Regions from separate parts of the Rattus norvegicus genome. Here region 1 is linked to region 2. A link is a contact called in public Hi-C data. All regions are on one chromosome and are shown on one strand. The core of a region is the stretch at or near the end of the contact, and the rest is flanking DNA. Distances in the headings are between cores, read along the strand shown.

Region 1 (5,854 bases), core at 1,483-3,982, 420 kb before region 2:
GCCCATGCTCTCTGATAAGGTAAACTTTAAACTCCGAGCCCATAGCTACACCCTTATTGATCTTTCAATCCAGTACCCGCCTCACCATTTGACACTCTAGTCAACCATTAAGAACAATACTGAAACTAAAATCTTAAGTGAGAGGAAGGGGAGGGCAGTCAAGAGAGATGGAGAATTCTCTTGAACACCAAGGGTTAAGGTTCTCTCTCTCTCTTTTTTTTTTTATGCAGGAAGTTGTATAGTAAATAACATTAGGTCTGATCTACCTCATTTCCACTTAACTGCTAATCTGCACACAACCCGAGCAAAGAGAGCCCCATCCGCAGAAATGACTGTTTAAAACTTGGCGGCTCTAGGGTAGAGGATGCCTGCTGACCAGAGGGGCTAGTTCACAGGCGCCAAGGCTAGCTCTGTGCGTAGAGAGACCTGAGCAGACCTCCAGCTAGTTAAGAAAACCTCCCACCTTCCCTTCAAAAAAAAATGTTTTGTTTTGTTTTTTGCTCGTTTAAGCGCATAAACTTACAGCTGGGAAGTGTTAGAGTCCCCTGTCTCAATCACACAAGGATGGATTTCTTTCTTTCTTTTTCTCCTTTTTAAACACCTCAGAACTCCCCTAAATTTCTCAAGATGAATGGTTAGGGGGAGTAGGCAACTGGAAACACTCCTACTTAAAAAGAAACTTTGATGTATCCTAAATCTTTGAGGCATATGTAGGAACTACAGTAGGCCGGAGGAGAAAATGCGGCCAGGATTGCTGGCAATTAAGCTAAAAGCTAAAAGGAAAATTCTGTGTAGCCGGGAGTCTAATCACACCTGACTTCTCTTCAGTTTAAGGCTTCCTCCCCCTGTGTGGTGTCAACCACCAGATTCTCTTCCTCAAGATACCGGTAGGTAGGAAACTTGCCTAAAAGTCAAACGCACTAGCTTCTGAGAGTGGGGAGCAAAAGAAAACAGAAATAAATACACGTGTTTGGGCCTTTTCTGAAAATACAAAAGGAGAAACAAATTGCAAGGCTCTGACGGAAGACCCCTTCCACCAGATAACTAGAAGCTGGAAGCTCTTCGGAGGAGCCCAGTTCCAGGCCGGCCTAGCCCTCACTGCCGCCCCGCCTGAAAGGCTCGGCGCCTGCAGGCACAGCTTGAGATTTCTCCCCGGCTGCAAAAAATCTACAGCCGCAGTGGACCTGGCGCTTGCCAGGTGAGTGCCTGGTCTGAAAGACACCGGCCCAGAGAGGTGCCTGCTGCACTCTTTTATAAAAAACACACTCTCCCAACGAGCTACACTGCTTCCTCGCCCATTTCCGGGCCCCCGGTTTTTTGGTTTTGTTTTTTTTTTTTTAAATGAACTAGTAACACACTTATGTGCTTTGACTTGCTCTGCCCAGCCATGGTCTCTTGGACCCAGAAAAACAGGCGCGGATCCAGAGGGTTCCAGCACCAAGGTGGACTCACCGTGGTGGGTCGGAGGATACCTCTGCACCGTAGCCCTGACCGAGTTTCCGTAGTAGGACGGGACGTGGTTGCCTTGACCATCGATGTTAAAAAGTACGTCCACCTCTTCCGTCAGGGGGTACTGTGCCGGGTCCATGTACGAATGGCCGAGGCCCGGGTGGTGCGTGTCTGGGTGCTGCCCGTTGAGGACCGCCGGGTGATGGTGGCTCACCCAGCGCGGCTGGTCCGTAGTCACCTCCATGTCCCGGGCTGTGCTCGCGCCCTCTCGCCGGGCCCGGAACCCTCGCGGGTAGAGGGAGGGCTGTCGGCCTGGGAGGTCCGCGGAGTCCTGCCGTCGGAGGCCCAGGAGAGGGAGTCGCTTAAAGGTTTGTTTGTAGTGAAGTGGATAGAAAAGGTGAGCAAAGGAGAGGGTTTAGGGAGGAAAGAAAATTCTTTGCGGGATAGCTTAGCAAAAGAAGGAAAGAAAGAAAGAAAAGGGAAAGAATGAAGAAAGAGGGAGACCCCCTCCAAAAAAAAAAAAAGCAAACACGGAGGAATAAAGGGGCAAAAAAAAAAAAAAAAAAAAAGGAGCGAGAAAGAGAGACGAATCCAAGTGTGGCCACAGTGCACACTGGTTCCTTGGCGCTCAGAGACGGTTGCTCCTCTGATCACCTGCAAGGGAGAGAAAGAGAGACTTGGATGAGCTGTAAGTACTTTTAACACCTGATTCTGGAGGGCACTAGGTCTTCTCGAGCTTTCCGCAGGGCCGACTCACCCGGGACGTGCACACGCACGCGAAGACCCAGAGGGAAAGGAAGCCAAGCTCCCCAGCACACCTCCAACAGCCAGGCTCGCAGGAGCCCGGGACTGACTAAGCAATTAAAACTTGGGGACAAGTCCTCTCTGGAGGACACCGGCCCCGGGATCTTTCCAACCACTACAAGTCCTCCAAAGGGAGACAACTGAGCTTTTAGTTACAAAAATAAAAATAAAAAATAAACTCAAAATCTCAAAGGAACAAAAACCAGCCCCAAGAGGAGGGAGTGATATCAAACTTTAAAAAAAAAAAGTCACAATACCAACCTGGGTAGCAAGGAGCGGAGAGGAGGAGGAGGAGACGTGTGACCTGCCCGGTCAGATTGCGTAGCTCTCTATGTCTCTCTCTCTCTCAGTCTCTCTCTCTCAGTCTCTCTCTCTCTCTCTCTCTCTGGTTTCCTCTCCCTCTCTCAGTATTTTTTTTTTTTTACAGGGAATGCATTCTTTCTGAAACTATCAAGACGGCGCCAGGCAGCTCAGTGTTCGCAGACAGCTGTGGCGCGACGCAACTTAAGGAGGTTCTAGTGTCATCCGCGCCGAGGGGGAGGAGCCTGGCGCTGGCAGGAGGGGACACGATCCCCAGCACAAGGAAACTGCAACCCAAACCCGCTCCAGGACTTCACTTCCACCCCCATCCCATCCCCCCCCCCACCCCGCACACCGCTACCCCTCCTCCCGCCCCTCTACTGACCGGAAAGGGGCGCCGCCAAGGGCCGCCTAGGGCAGAGGGGCCGCGGGCAGGGTGGGCGAGGCCGGCCGGGGCTTGGGGCAGAGGGGACAGGCAGGAGGGAATTCGCTCTCTGGCCCTTTAAATGTAGCAAAGCCGGTTCATTCGGGCTCAGTAGATTATTCCGTACGAGTGAAACCCGGCCGCCCCATTCATAAAGCTAATTTCCATGAGCAGACTTTTCTTTTCGACAGTTTAAAAAAAAATGAGCAAACTTTTAAATTAGGATTCAAGGTAGAACACCTTTTTAGTTTATATCAGCTTAGGGGCTGTACGCTTGTAAAAACTGATCAGAAAAGTTTCACGGCGAAGTAACTGAAGATTTGCCTCCCGAACCAGTCTCCAGGGAGGAGGCTGAATCGCTCAAAGGACCTGGGCTTTGATTCGGACGCCCGCGTTATTTGTTATGATCTCGGCTTGCTCTCCCAAACCTCTCCGGCACGAACAGCGTCCGCTGTTGCAGCTGTCCTTCCAGACCTAATGATATAATCAATGTGTGCTTTGGACTTAGTGATAACGTGATGCACAGAAAGCTGGGTTGGCGAGACCTGAGCTCACTGGTCCCCGAAGTACCGTGTACAACTAACTTGATCTTTGCTGGGGTGGCCTAACTTTTTCCTTCGCCCAGCTCGGGGTCCTACTTAATTCTGCTTTCACCCGAGGAAAACGGTTCCCTCCATAGTCCCCAACCCTGACCTCCGGGGTGGAATCCAACGGCAACTTCCCTGGACAGAGTGGGTCTCTGGGCCCGAGTCTGGTAGGTGGGCAGCAAGCTGACACCAGGGGAGAGACTGGAAGACGCCCAGTGGAGGGGGCGGAGCGGACGAAGGCGGGACCATTGTAAGGACCAATCATCGGGAGATACCACGGCCGGGCCGCAATCGCCCCGCCCCACGGGCTCCAACCTCTGCGGCCCTGTTCCGTCCTTTGAGTCACTGCATCCCCTAGTGGCGTTGAGGTTTCTGCAGCCTGGGTCCAGAAAACACAGCCCGGATGACCAAGGTCCGAAAGAGACTTCGGGTGCACCCCAGGGCAGTGTAAGAGAAGGTGTTCCCATTGCACCCTTCAAGGCAGAGAGCGTCACTTGGAGAGTTACTGGAATTGAAGGCATCATTCCCTCTTTGTTTCTTTACCCCAAAATATCTCCCACCGATTCAAAACTTCGATTCCCGACAAGCCCTTTCTTAAAAGTTCCAAATAACTCCTATTCTGCTGTGGAGAAAAGGCATCAGTGTCTACCTTGAAGCCAGTGGAACGCGGTGAAGGGGGAGGTGCGTTCTTTTTACAGTACAACCCTCGAAGAAGACAAAATTTACTTGGAAATGTGCCCTGCGGGCTTGCGTTTGGAACTTCTCCTGATATCTCATCTTTTACATCTGATCTTTGTCTGAAATCAAGGCTGAATTTCTAAATACAAACTATGAAGATACCTCTTTTTATATAAGTCTCCCTCCCGAGTTTATCCTGCACCCCTTGGTCTCACGTTTACGAGGACGACCTAGTCTTAGAATATCGATTCTTTTACTTTCACTCTTTGACCAACTCATCTCTCCTGGGCCAATCAAGCTGCCAGCATCTCATCCAGCTCACCGCGCGCTCTCAAAACCTTTTAATTATTTAGTTGCTGTCTAACATTCACCGGAAACCATTCCATAAACAAGCAGAGAAGACCGCACACACATTTTTGCTAAAAGGCCCGGAATTAAGATTAAGAATGAGAGTTTAAAAGGAGAAAAAAAATACTATTCCTGTATCACTCATGAGTTGTATAGGATACGAGTCAGCCTGACCCTAGTTCACAGCTTCGAGAAAAACCCCAAGTAAGCATATCTCTTTGGTCCCGGGCACTGAGATCTAGAGGAAGGAAAGGGGCAAAAGAAATCCTTCTGGAGACAAGAAAGCGAGCTACTGACGCCGAGACTTGCACGTGTTAGTCTATGAGGCTTATAATGTAGTTTTAAAGACTGGAAAAGAAAATACTTCTGAAAAGGGAGGCTTCACTAGTAGGGGCGCCTCTCTAATAAATTTAGTAGTGGGAATAGAGAGGATTATTCGTCTTAATTCAATCACCAGAGGAGCTATGCCGGATGCAAAGAACACTCCCCTCCCTTGGAAAAATAAAAAATCTAGTAGGCCCCTCCTGGTCTGAGGTAGTTTGGGTCTGGCAGAGAGGGGTAGGGGGCCTGAGGCTAGATGCCCCGGGCAATGGAGCCAGCCTGTAGGGGGTATTTAACGTGTAATTCCCAGCCGGTCCGCCCCTGTTCCCGGACTGACAGTGGGTAATTGGGAAAGAGGACGTTGCTCTTTTGATGGCCCGCGCCGGCCAGTCTCGCCGACGCCACACTGGGTTTGACGTCACGGGCCGGCCCCGGAGTCAGAAACACAGAGCAGGGTAGGGGGAGGGAAAAAGAGAGGAGGGGGATAGCGGGGAGGGAGGCCGAGGTCGGCTCCGAGACCCACCGAGAAGAAGGGGGAAGGGATCCAGTCCGGGAGAGGCTGCGGAGCGTGGCCTGAGGCGGAGAACCGGACTCCGGGGGTCTGGGCCAGGACAGGCGCCGGTCTGACCCGCCTGGCTCGCAAATGCAGGCCGGGCTCCCTCCTCCCCTGGCGGGTGGCGGGGGAGGGGAGGGGGCTTGAGGCCAGAGGGAAAGGTGGTACCAATCCTCCAGTTCCAGAGCTACAAAGCTGATCCAGGCCTCGTTGGGGGACGCCTAAACGCCCTTCTAAAGACCTGGGGTGTCATCACCACACCACCCCCGGGCACACGGAGCCTGGCTCGGTGTATCGCATTCCCCTTCCTCCCCCGGAGCATCTGGCGGAGCTGGGGGAAAGGCAAGAGAAAGCCATCAAGGAGGATGCTGTAGCTGCTGCTGCCTGAAG
Region 2 (5,928 bases), core at 2,968-5,467:
GCCTCTGATTTGTTCAAGTAACCACCTCTGAGGACTGCTGCTTGGGGTTCTCTCAAATGCTAAGGTGCCTACAATCACGTGGAGAATGTGGTAAAGTGCAGGTTGTAGTTTGGGGTTGGAAAGGTGTCTTAGTCGATGTTCTATTGCTGTGAGGATGCACCGCGACAATGGCAACTCTTATGATAAAAGCATTTAATTGGGGGCTGGCGTATTGTTTCAGAGGTTTAGTCTATTATCATAGTGGCTGGGAACGTGGTGTCAAATAAGCAGACATGGTTCTGAAGAAGTGGCTGAGAGTTCTACATGCAGTTCTGCAGGGCTGACTTGGGCGTTTGAAACCACAAACTCCTAGTGACAAACATTCTCCAATGAGGTCTACTTCAACAAGACCGTATCTCCTAATACTTGTCAAGTAGTGCCATTCCCGGATGACTTATGATTCAAATACATGAACCTATAGAGGCCATTCTTATTCAAACCACCACATTCTACTTCCTGACCCTCATAGGCTTATAGCCAAACTACCATAGTGCAAAATGCATTCAGCCCAACTCTGAAAGTCCCCATCATCGATCACAGTCCCACTGTTGAAAAGTTCAAAATTAAAAGTCTCTTCTGAGTCTCAAGGCAATCTCTTAACTGTAAAATAAAAAAAATTTCAAACAACAGATTACATACTACCAGCATGCAGTAGCACAGAATATACATTGCCATCCCAAAAGGAAGGAAAGAGAGAGTAGTGTGGAAATGCTGGACCAAAAGCAAGACTGAAAATCCGCTGGGAAAACTAAATTCTGCATCTCCATGTCTGATGTCAAAGTACTCTTCGGATCTCCAACTCCTTTCAGTTTTGTTGACTGCAACACACTTCTCTCTCTTGGGCTGGTTCCACACCCAGTCTGAAACTTTCCTTGCCAGGTGACCCACAGCTCTGGCGTCTCCAACATCTTAGGGTGTCCAAGGCAATCCTGGCTTCATGTTCACAGCTTCATGCAATGGCCCCTCTGGGGTTCCATGCAGGGACACTCCTGACGTACATCTGGAATCAGTGGCTTTTCTTAGCTACAGAGGGAGATTCAACAACCCTTCCCTTGTACCTTTGATTCTAAGAGTAGATCCAAGTGGCCAAAGCTGCTAAGTCCTGATGTTTGCTGGACATAGAACTTGGCCCTGTCTTCCAATGACATCTGCATCAGCTTCCTGCTGCTGGTTTCCTTCATGTCTTAAGCTGTTCCTTAGCCCCTTTCCACAAGTGGGGAGCTTAGCTGTGTGGGGTCTTGCCGTTATGCCAACACTTCCTTTATTACATTTAGCATCAAGCTTTTCTTCAAACTTTTCATCTCCTCGAGCACTGTTCTGAGATTGATTATACTTTTTGATGATCTTTTTCTCATCAAACTGTACCTTTTACATTTTTCCTTGCTCACCTTGCTCCTTTTCCTCATAGATCTGCGTGAGACTGCCCAGTAGTAACCCCATGACAAAGTCAATGTTAGGCTGTCATGAAATCTCCTCTGCCAACACCATTAGACTAAAATTCTTCAATTTAACCCCAGGCAGATTTTTTGACAAAGGCAGAAAGCAGCCACGATCTTTGTCAAAATATCATAAGAATGGTCTTTAGGCCACTGACTAAAATTCTTCTCCTCTGAAACCTGTTGAGTCAGGCCTTCACATCCCACAGAACCCACCACATTACTGTCTTCCATGCTTTTATTAGGATGACCCAGTAAGCTCTGCCTAAAGTGTCCAACCAACTTTTAGTCCCAAAATCTTCCATATTCCCCCAACAAACAGCATGGTCAAGATCACCACAGCAATACCCCGCTCCCAACACCCAACTCCTGTCTCAGTCGGTGTTCTAATGCTTTGAATAGACATCATAACCATAGCAGCTCTTAAAAGGAAAGCACTTCTTTGGGTTTTCAGAGTTTTCGCCCATTATCATCATGGCAGGGAACATGGCAGCACAGGTGCAGACAAGGTGCTGGAAAAGTATCTGAAGGTTCTACATCCAGAACCACCGGCAACGGGAAGAGAAAGGGATACTGGCCTGGCTTGGGCTTTTTAAACCTCAAAGCCCACCCTCCAATAACATACTACCCCCAACAAGGCCACCTGTACTCCAAGGCCACATCTTCTAATCCTTCTCAAGTAGTGCCACTCCTTGATGACTGAACATTCCAAACATGTGAGCCTGTGGAGGCCATTTGTATTCTAACCACCCATAAAGGATAGACAGATCTGAGAGTACCTGGTTCCAAGAAGTTGTCAACTCTTCTCTGCTAATATCTTTGAATTACATTTTTAATAATACATGTCTAAGCCTCTTCGCCCTTTATCAGCTCTGCCTTATATGTTTTACAATCCCCTGGAGATCAAGACTGTATAGAACTCTAAAAGCACCAAAAAGGACCAAGCTTGAATTTTTTTTCCTAAGAATCCATCTTTCTGGGACTGGGAAGACATCTCAATTGGTAAAGTGCTAACGATATAAGCAGAAGGTCCTGATTTTAATCCCTGTACCTACATAAAATTTTAGGCAGGCAGGGTAATACATGCTTGTAGACAAGCTCGGTGCTTGCAATGCGGAAACAGGAGGATCCCTGATGCTTTCTTGTCAAGTTTAGGCAAACCAGTGAACCCCAGTTCCAGTTAGGAGACTCTAACTCAAAAAACAAAGTCAGTGGCTCCTGAGTAACTAAAATAGCCAAGGTTGACCTGCTCTCCATACACATGAGCACACATGTATACATGCACCATCTGGGCACTTACACAACACACATGTGTACACTCACTGTTAGGAATCTTTCTTTCCCAAAGACTTCCTGAGGAAGTGAAGACAGAAAGATCAGAAGCCCAGAGACACCCTTGGTTATGCAATGAGTTGGGCCATCATGGCATACATAAGACTTCGTCTCACCAGAGAGAGGGGCAGGATGTGGTGGGAGGAAGGGAGGGAGGGAGGGAAGGATGGAGGAAGGGACAGGGAGAGACAGAGACAAAGACACACAGAGAGAGGCAGAGACAGAGAGATAGAAACAGAGAGGGGGGAGGGAAGGAGAGGGAGGGAGAAAGATATACAGAGAGAAACAGAGAGAGGCAGAGACAGAGAGATAGAAACAGAGAGGGAGGGAGGGAAGGAGAGGGAGGGAGAGAGATATACAGAGAGAGACAGAGAGAGGCAGAGAGATAAGAAACAGACAGAGAGAAGGGAAGAAAGAGAGGGAGGGAAAGAGGGAGGGAGGGGAGGATGGAGGGAGGCCCCCATTTGAACTATTCAGTAAGTTTTTCTGAGCCAGCTTGAGCATAATATTGAAACAGAACAAATCACACACAAGACACCCATCCCAAAAAACATTAGCTATCTGTTTCATGTTAGCAACTAGAACAGACTATAGAATCAATGAAGATAAAAGGAAGTCATCATGGAGAAGAGGTCATCCTCTCACCCTGAGAATGGATAGTGTCACCGGGAGGGTAATGGCATTGGCAGCCATGGGGACCCCACAGTATCCTGGCCCCGTTCTGGGAATGCTCTGCCTCAGCTGCAGGTGACTCTTGGTTCTTCCCACCCTGGCCAAGGCTTTCCTCTGGCTCTGAGGGAGGCAAAGCAGCACTCTTGGCTCCTACAGGAATGCTGGGCAAAGCAGAGCGCTCTGTAAAGGGTGGACTCTCTTTGCAACAGCACAAGAAAGACCAGATGGTGGGTGGCTGGCTCAGGCCAAGACACAAACGATCTTCAGCTCAAATTCATGCTGAGTTCCTGAATTCCTTTGTGATAGGGAAGTTGGGAAAATTTATTTTCTAAAATCTTGGACCATGAAAGTTAGCACTTGCCTGGCCATCAGTGATGGGTTCGCTGCTCTGTGCCTTCCAATGCTCCCCCTACACTAGTCCGATCTCACGGACACATCCTGCAGCCGGAGTGCAGGGGTCGTTTAACAAGAAAAGCCTCTTAGAGAGACGGAACATGCATAGTTCTTCCCCTTTTAGATGTGAGCCTCTACTGTGTACATGTCCGGCTTAAGCCAGAGTTCAACTTTCACACGCACAGACCAGAGTGCCATTCCCAAAGACCCCTGTTCACTTCAGCCTCATGAACGTCAGGCAGCGCAAACCTTCCAAACTGGCTCTGAGCATGTGGGAAGGCTGTGTTGTGGAAACATATCCTGGTGCCATGGCAACACACTGACAGAACCTCTGTCTCTGCAGCTGGCGGAACCGTGCTCACAGGACCTGACTGAACAGAGAGAACAAGCCTTAGGCATGCTGGGATTCCCTCACACTCTCTGCACCCTGGCTGATTCTCAGGTCCCCGAGGGACACACCTGAGCATGTCGTCGTGATAGGGGAAACTAAGCAACCTCAGTTCTGTCGTTAGCTATACAAATAGAGTTTGGTTTCTTGGAACCTGTGCTGAGCCCTGCTTACTCTCTGAGCAGGGCACGGGCGAGCTCTTACCACCCGTGTGCCGACTGCTTCTGCCTTTAAATCATCTGTCTTTGAACGTGCAAAATATCGTGCTGGCGAGATGGCTTGACCTGCTGACCTGAGCTCCCGTCCCCAAGACCCAAATAGTGGAGGAGAGAGACAACGCCTTTAAATTGTCCCCTGATGTTCACATATGGGCCATGACACCCACAGCTCCTCCCAAAAATGAATGTATAGCTAAATAACTGTTTAAAAAAGAACTTAAAGTGCAAAATGTTCAATAAGGCCTCTTCTTAAGCATCAATGATTTTTTTTTTCCCAGAGCTGAGGATCGAACCCAGGGCCTGGCGCTTGCTAGGAAAGCACTCTACCACTGAGCTAAATCCCCAACCGCAATTTTTTTTAATGTGGAGGTGGGCTGGTTCAGTAGTTACCAGGGCATTTGGTCCTTCCAGAGGATATGAGCTTGGTTCCCTGCACTTAATGTCTAGAGGCTCACAAATGCCCATGGCTCTAATCCCAGGGCATCTGACACCTTCTATTGGCCTCCATAGGCCCCTGCCCTCGTGTGTACATACATACACATGTACGCTTAATTGAAATAAAATCTTTCCAACATGAACAAAAGCACAGCGACTTATTTTGTCACATAACCATCTTTGCCACTAAGCCTGAAAGCCTGCATCCTATGCCCAGGATGGTAGAAGATCAATGAAGTGACCTCAGGGTAGAAGGAGAGAAATGACGCTCACAAGATGTCCTTTTGGCCCCCACATGTGTCCCATCCCCTAAATACATAAATAAACACATGGATAAACACTCGGACAGTTAAATGTGCAAAAGAAAACAAAATAGGGAGTGAAGTGGCCTGTGGAGCTGGAGTACAGGGTTCTGACCACTGGATTCTTGCAGCTGATACTTACCAACTAATGACCATGCAAGCAGCACAAAAGGAAAGGAGGGAAGAAGGGAAGAGTAAGGATGAAGGGAGGAGGGAGTAAGGAGGAAGGGAAGAGGGAATAAGGAGGGAGGGAGGAGGGAGTAAGGAGGGAGGGAGGAGGGAGTAAGGAGGAAGGGAGGAGGGAGTAAGGAGGGAGGGAGGAGTGAATGAGGAAGGGAGGAGGGAGTAAGGAGGAAGGGAGGAGGGAGTAAGGATGAAGGGAGGAATGAGTAAGGATGAAGGGAGGAGGGAATAAGGATGAAGGGAGGAGGGAGTAAGGATGAAGGGAGGGAGGAGTGAATGAGGAAGGGAGGAGGGAGTAAGGAGGAAGGGAGGAGGGAGTAAGGAGGAAGGGAGGAGGGAGTAAGGAGGAAGGGAGGAGGGAGTAAGGAGGAAGGGAGGAGGGAGTAAGGAGGAAGGGAGGAGGGTGTAAGGAGGAAGGGAGGAAGGTGTAAGGAGGAAGGGAGGAGGGAGTAAGGAGGAAGGGAGGAGGGAGTAAGGATGAAGGGAGGAGGGTATAAGGAGGAAGGGAGGAGGGTATAAGGAGGAAGGGA

What was found. Hi-C and Micro-C count contacts between places; a contact is called where the count stands out from the background.
Region 1: a contact with region 2 is called in a Hi-C map of mammary epithelial cells, with 2.8 times the contacts expected there. The contact joins the promoter of Gata3 here to the enhancer-like site in region 2. A contact is called at or near these places in 3 of 12 Hi-C or Micro-C datasets (Schwann cells, mammary epithelial cells and psoas muscle).

The regions. Positions count from the first base shown.
Region 1 is chr17:73,550,426-73,556,279 of GRCr8, reverse strand. It overlaps Gata3 (GATA binding protein 3), which reads right to left and starts at 2,732. Exons shown (of 6, transcript NM_133293.2): 1 at 2,515-2,732; 2 at 1,453-2,103. The coding sequence starts at 1,693. It overlaps LOC120097843 (a long non-coding RNA gene), which reads left to right and starts at 5,368. Exons shown (of 3, transcript XR_010058975.1): 1 at 5,368-5,854.
Region 2 is chr17:73,136,765-73,142,692 of GRCr8, reverse strand. It overlaps LOC134482737 (a long non-coding RNA gene), which reads left to right. Exons shown (of 2, transcript XR_010059236.1): 1 at 1-64; 2 at 4,216-5,061. Among named protein-coding and RNA genes, the nearest start is that of Sfmbt2, 110 kb to the right of the region's middle. Within about 2 kb of position 4,217, at least 39 of the 93 cell types and tissues checked have an H3K27ac peak or open chromatin away from gene starts, as enhancers often do. A contact at or near this core is called in Schwann cells, where this site is marked.